Regions from separate parts of the Rattus norvegicus genome. Here region 2 is linked to region 1. The links are chromatin contacts, called in public Hi-C maps. All regions are on one chromosome and are shown on one strand. Each heading gives the region's core, a stretch centred on a gene start, on an enhancer-like site or on the middle of the called end of the contact. The rest is flanking DNA. Distances are from core to core; before and after follow the strand shown.

Evidence for each region. A called contact is a pair of places that touch in the nucleus more often than the background predicts.
Region 2: a Hi-C map of liver shows a contact between it and region 1, with 3 times the contacts expected there. The contact joins two enhancer-like sites. A contact is called at or near these places in 3 of 12 Hi-C or Micro-C datasets (kidney and liver).

What each region holds. Positions count from the first base shown.
Region 1 is chr8:83,944,437-83,947,686 of GRCr8, reverse strand. No RefSeq gene overlaps it. Among named protein-coding and RNA genes, the nearest start is that of Wdr72, 210 kb to the right of the region's middle. Within about 2 kb of position 1,591, at least 1 of the 93 cell types and tissues checked has an H3K27ac peak or open chromatin away from gene starts, as enhancers often do. A contact at or near this core is called in liver, where this site is marked.
Region 2 is chr8:83,985,342-83,988,533 of GRCr8, reverse strand. No RefSeq gene overlaps it. Among named protein-coding and RNA genes, the nearest start is that of Wdr72, 250 kb to the right of the region's middle. Within about 2 kb of position 1,478, at least 2 of the 93 cell types and tissues checked have an H3K27ac peak or open chromatin away from gene starts, as enhancers often do. A contact at or near this core is called in liver, where this site is marked.

The DNA of each region.
Region 1 (3,250 bases), core at 342-2,841:
GGGATTTCTTTTCTAACAAATGAATATTCGTCCCTCCTTTTGGCTATAAAGCTGACATAAAAGTCACTATTTCTATATGTTGTGTTAATTTAATTTAATCTACATGAAAAAAATTGTATTAGCATCAATTTCCTTTCATTCAGGGATTTGCCACTTAGAAGCAGGACATGGGTTGGAGAGGTGGTTCAGGGTAAATTCGAGTACTACTCTTCTGGAGGGTGCAATTCAGGCGACTCGAAACTGCCTGTGACTCTAGCTCTGGAGGAATCAATGTCCTATTTTAGCCTCTATGAGCACCTGTACATGAGTTGTGTATACACACAAATACAAAAAAGAAAATGTTGAAAAGTTAAAAAAAATCAAGAGCAGTCGACTTTTTGCCTTCTCTCCTGTGCCTTAGCCGCTCTATGAACAGGTTCTGCTACTCAGAGGTAAATTCAAACCTCAGCTCTTTGGCTACAGAACTCTGAGTTGGACCTCCTGTGTGGATTCAGGGCAAAGCAAAGTTCTTGGATTCTAAATATTTGCTGGTAAATGTTGCTCCACCAGCTACTGGGAAATTGGTTCCAACAAGTTGGGCAAAGCCTGCTAACCAAACAGTGTAGCCATGAGGACCCTGGTCAGGACCCAGCCTGTTTTTTACTTTCCTTGAGCCTTGTGCAAAGTCAGCTTGTCCTTAGCCATCCCCCCATTGTCACCCTGTTGTGGTATACGACATATTTGCCTGTGCAGTGACATCTGTAAGCTTGCGTGTGAGTGTATTTTGTGACAGGCTCGCTCTGCACCGAGGGCCTGCACAGGTCTTTGCACGTTCACCATCTAGGCCACTCTGCTCTTTGTAGCCTTTTTGTCTGGAAGGTAGCTAAAAGCAACATCCCTCTAATGGGACTGTAAGCCCTCAGAGCGAAGGAAGCTGTGGGACTCAGAGCTTTCTTAAAGCAGATCCAACTCCTTAAAGGGAAAAAAAATTCTTAGATTTCAAAACCCTTTCTCCTGCCCCGAGCCCACACCCCCAAATCAGACAGGCCAGATGTTTGTGAAAACTGCAGTTTCCACAATCAAAGGTACAACATTTACCATAGCTTTTATCAAAGATTTCAATTCCCCTCATCTTAAGGAAAATGACCCTTTTATTTTGTTGTGGACATAAAATTATGGCCCTGGGAAAATTGGAAGCATTTCTGTTGAGGGAAATCAATTCTCTCACTGCCGTATATGATCAACATGTCATGGCCATCACCCAGATAATAACAGCCAAGTACAAGTAAAACGGCTGGTAATACCGGCTACAAAGGTAGAGAAGACAGAAGCGAGAGAGCACCCCCTTCCCCCCCCAAAGTCATGCTTACAAAAAAAAGAAAGAAGATTAAAACTCCTCCATGGGTTATTTTTGTCCTTTCATTTTCTCCCCCCACCCCCACACTCGCTTCCCTTTCCAGGAGTATAAGTATTTTATTTTGTGTACGAATCTGCCAAAGCATTAATGAAAACTGTAGACACGTGTCCTTCCTGGAAAAGAGTAAGCACTTTATGTGTAAACCACGCTGGCTCCTTTTCAATCATCCTGTTAATGGGTGGCTAATTGTCAAAAGATGTGACCAGCCTGAGATGACCCAAGAGTGTGTTTAGGTAGAAGGCAGAAGGGAAAGTGGAGAAGCTGAGTCTTAATTTGGATCCTGCAAACAAAAGGCGGCCTCCCATCTGACCTCACTGCTGCAGTGTTAATGGCTCTCTCCCTATTTCCCCCCCACCACTTAGCATCCTTTGTGCCCCACCCTGGGAAGCTTCCCGGCAGAAGTGTACATTAGCAGAACTCTACAGTTACAAAATGCAGCTTACTTCAGACAAGGGGGTGGGAGGGGGACCTTCAGAATGATTAAGTGTTCCTTGGACAAACACATCCACGGCTGTAAAAGTGCCATTTTTATTTCAGGCCGGCCTCTCAGTGATGTCCCTACCATGGTCACCCAGTACGTAGGAGTGTTGGACCCAGGTTGTTGGGGACCCTATGTACAATCTTCCCTTTCCCAAGAGAGCTTCTTCTCTCTCACATGAGAATGTGGGAAACTGAAACTGTGTTCACTCTTGCCAAGGCTGCGTCCCAGGAAGCAGCAGACAGAATTCTGGCAGAGGTTCAAATATTTTAAATGATCCAACCGTTTGTAAACGCTATAGAATGAATATTGTTGTTTGGGAAGGAGAGTGCGTACAAAACTGAAAGGAGAAACTAACCAAAGAAATCCAGGCTGAGGAATTCTCGTAGTCATGGTCATGCATGGGATATATATTATAGAACTATTGTTGTTAGTGTTGTTGTTGTTGTTGATGATGATGGTTGTGGTGGTAGTGATAATAATGATGATGATGGTGGTGGTGGTGATAATGATGGTGGTGATGATGTTGGTGGTGATGGTGATAAACAACCTTCCAAGCTCATGAAAATATACCAGTTGAAACTGGCTGGTATGTTTTGCTTCATATGCCCTGCAATCTAACTTCCATTCAAACCTTGGAACCTATGCAAAGGTGAAAGGAGAGAGCTGACTACAAAGTTGTCCTCTAATCTTCTCCACATGTACTCTGACACACACACACACAAACACACACACACACACACACACACACACACACACACACACACAATTTCAAAGGCAGAGCATGGTGGTATACACCTTTCATCCCAGCACTTAGGAGGCAAAGGCAGGTAGATCTCTGTGAATTTCAAGGCCAGCCTGGTCTACATAGAAAGTTCCAGATCAGGCCGAGCTCTCTCACAAAACAGTAAATGAACAAACAGACAAACAATTTAACAGAAAAAATATATATAACTAGGTCGAAACCCTCTGTGACTGAAGGAGAAATGTTTAGTACCACACTTCCTTGTGTGTAAGGTAGTTCACTGGGCACTGAAGAGCCAGCAGATGTTTTAGCATTTTTAGCTATGAAAAGCCCAAATCACCCTGTTCCTGACAGCAGTGGTCTGTGCTGCCCTTCTGGACTTCAAAACACCTTATGCTATTATTTCCAGAGAGTCACCAAGCCATCTCTAGACAATGCCTGATGCTAATGGCATCTGTGCCAGCTATGCCTCTCACTGTTATAACTGAATACCTGACAGGGAGTGACTTAAAGGAGGTTTATTTCATCTCATGTTTGTCCACTGTGGCAGGGAAGGCACGGCACAGAGTGGCTGGTGACTGCTGACACAAGACGGTGAGGCCAACTGCTCAGACTCTACAAACCAGAAAGG
Region 2 (3,192 bases), core at 229-2,728, 41 kb before region 1:
CTTTACTGATCACCCGTCTTGGTGAGGCTGTGGTCACAGTCACCCCAAAAGCAGAATGGAAATAAAAACGAAAGCACTACTCATTTGGCACACCCTTCATATTTTAGGTTTTGCTTTTTAAATATTTAAGAGCCTGCCAGAAGACTTGGATTACCTTGCTGAAGCTAATTTCCCCATCACACTTTCAAAACATTCATGGCACCATCTTTTTCTTAAATGAAGAAAAATCAAAATCTAGAGTTAATGGTCCAAAAAAACTTCATAAAGTATCCTATATCCAGTCACCTCAAATTGAGTACATAAAGGACCTTGTATTCCCAGGGAAGATTTGTAGAACACATTTAAAGATAATGCCTTCAATTTTAAGATAAAAGATTTATGAATGATGGAAATTGTTTCTGTGAAATCACTAATCCCAGCTCTCTAATATTTCAGAGAGAGGGCTTCATAAAATGAAAGGGCTGTCTATAAAGTTGTTTTCTACCTGCTGCCAGAGACTATCAGTAACAGGGGTGCAGAGTGAATTCTGAAACAAATCTGAGACATGTGCTTCAGGCTAGAGTAACATGGTTAAGTCCAGTCTACTCTGCTGTTATATCGATAAGGCATTTAGTGGTTAAAGTGGCAGGAGCCAATTCTGTGTCTTTAAAGAGGCCTTAGAACAACAACAGATAAACACACTGATCATCAGATTCAGCTGCTAACGTTGCCCCAAATCTTAGGGTGGTAGCCAGTATTTTTCAGGCATTTCCTTTCTGAATCCAACCTGTGGGAGATGAATCCATTTTTGAGCTCAGCCCGAGCCTATCTAGATGCTCCAAATTGCCTCCAATGTTCAGGTAAGCAGCAGTTCTGTGAAAATGTGGCCTGAAATTTATTGGATGGAGCAAGGCTGATGCCGAAATTGTGTGCCAGTTTTCACAATCTCTTGATGGTGTAAGATCAGCACTTGGCGTGCTTCTCCTTTGCTCCTCACTGTCAGCTGAAATCCAGTTAAATATTATGCCGAGCTTGAAGAGCCAATCTGAATTTGTTCTTTGAAAGAGGAAAAGGGAAAAGACTTCTCATGAAGACGGAGACACGAACTTGAAAGTGTTAGCATTAAACAAAGTTCTTGATGTCTGTCCTACTATGAAGGGTGGGTAGTTAATAGGGATCCAGTAACAACCTTACGGCCTGGACCGTTAGGTGAGTAGTACCCTCTTGACTCTAAAATACACATCATAACCCCTCAAGTTACTGAGTTCTGAGTGCCCTTTCCTACAAAGATGAAACAATTAAACCAAACTCAGAAATTTGAAATGAAGGAGGAAAGGAGAAGCTGAAGTAGGAACCTGTTAGTGGAGACCAAACACCAGAATAGAAGCAACTTAAGGGAGGAAAGGTTAAAGAGGATATAAACCAACAAGGCAGGGAAAGCAAGAAATAGAGGCAGCTGATCATATCTTGTCCAGAGTCAGAAAGCAAAGAGTGATGCAATCTGGGGCTTGGCTTGCTTCTGGTCTTTTTATTCAGTCCAGGGCCCCAGCCCATAGGGCATGGCTGTAGACATTGAGGGTGAATCTTCCTTCCTCACTTAAGCTTTCCTGAAAACATTCTCACAGACACCATAAGATGTGCATTTCCATTCTGTGGTGATTCTACATCTAGTCAGGTTGACAATAAGATTGAACACTATGGTGTTAGAGGTGACAGCTTTTACAGGGATATGATGAAAATAATCTTTCTTGGTCATGTGCAAAATAACCAAGGCCATCATCAGACAAAGAATGAGGCATCCAGCCAGGACACACACACACACACACACACACACACACACACACACACACACACAGTGAGGTATACCAGGAGGAGTCCAGGTCTAGTCCATTGGAAAGCAGAGCTGTTCAGCATTTGGGAATTTGAGCTGGTGGGGGTGGGGTAGGGGAGTGAACTCTAGTTGGGACTATAGAGTGAGATTCTGTACTTAGGAATACCCATTACTCTCCATTTATTAATCGTATCTTAAGTTTATCATGGCCATTTTTATATCAGTCTCTGTATGTGCTTATCCCTCATTGCTGTTTTTTGAGGAGTGGAATTTCTTGTTACATCCTTCATTAGTGAAGATGGGGTGACAATTACTGCATAAATGTTCAATTGTTCTTTACATGCTAAACTTCACTGTCATGCTTAAAGGTCTCATTTGCCCTTCACATTGGTCTCAGAGCACAGGAAAGCATTTTTGTCGACAGCTGACACGGTGTATGAACGTACATTCATTTATCTTCCCTTCTCTCTGTGTAACTTGCCACAGTCTCTGTATATAATCTATTTTTTTTTCTGGGACAAAAAGTCATGAAGCACTAACAAGAGCAGAATTCTAAGAAGCACAAACTAAAGGAAGGAAATAAAAGAGGTCACCCAGTGAGAACACGTTTGTCATTGATAGGTATGTTTTGAGTTGTGGCTATTATAGGGAGAAACTTGAAAGTGACCCCTAAAGAAAGATTGGAATGTGATTGAAGCAGGTGAGATAGTATCTAGCGCACAGCCTTGGCAATGGACAGAAGCATGTGTGTGGTAAAGCAAGGGAGATAGATAATCCTTCTGGATCCAAGAGATGAGAAACCAGACAGCAAAGTCTTGCAGCTTGCTCCCAGCATGGCAGTCTGGACAGGAAGAAGTGTACCAGCTAGAGTTCATTTCTTAAAACTGTTTAGCAAATGTTATCAAGCCCTACTCTGCCATATACTATGATGAACCCAGGGCAAGAATGGAAGGAGGAGATAGGGGTGATTTCTGCCATATCCCATTGTATAAACACCTTTTTCTTCTGGGCACATACTATCCAGAATAGTATTTGGTTTGCATTGACTTTCTTCTCTCTCCTCCCTGCAATAAGAAGTGAATGCTGTGAAGACTGGGGATGCTTACCCAGTGCTATGTCCCAAGGGTCTGGAACAGTGTTTAGTATGTGGTAGCTTTTCAGTAAATGCACTGAATAATGAATCATAAGGAAACAAACTTGTGCAATTAGAGACATTATGAAGAAGAGAAAGATGACACTTCCAGTGCCAACCTCATCCCTAAGGACACACAGGATGGTGCTTATTGAGGCTCATGTCCTGCCAACTACAGAAAATATAAAATGTGCTATCTTGTGTTTCATATTTTTAATACTTATTTTGAAGATTTTTTAACATAACCACA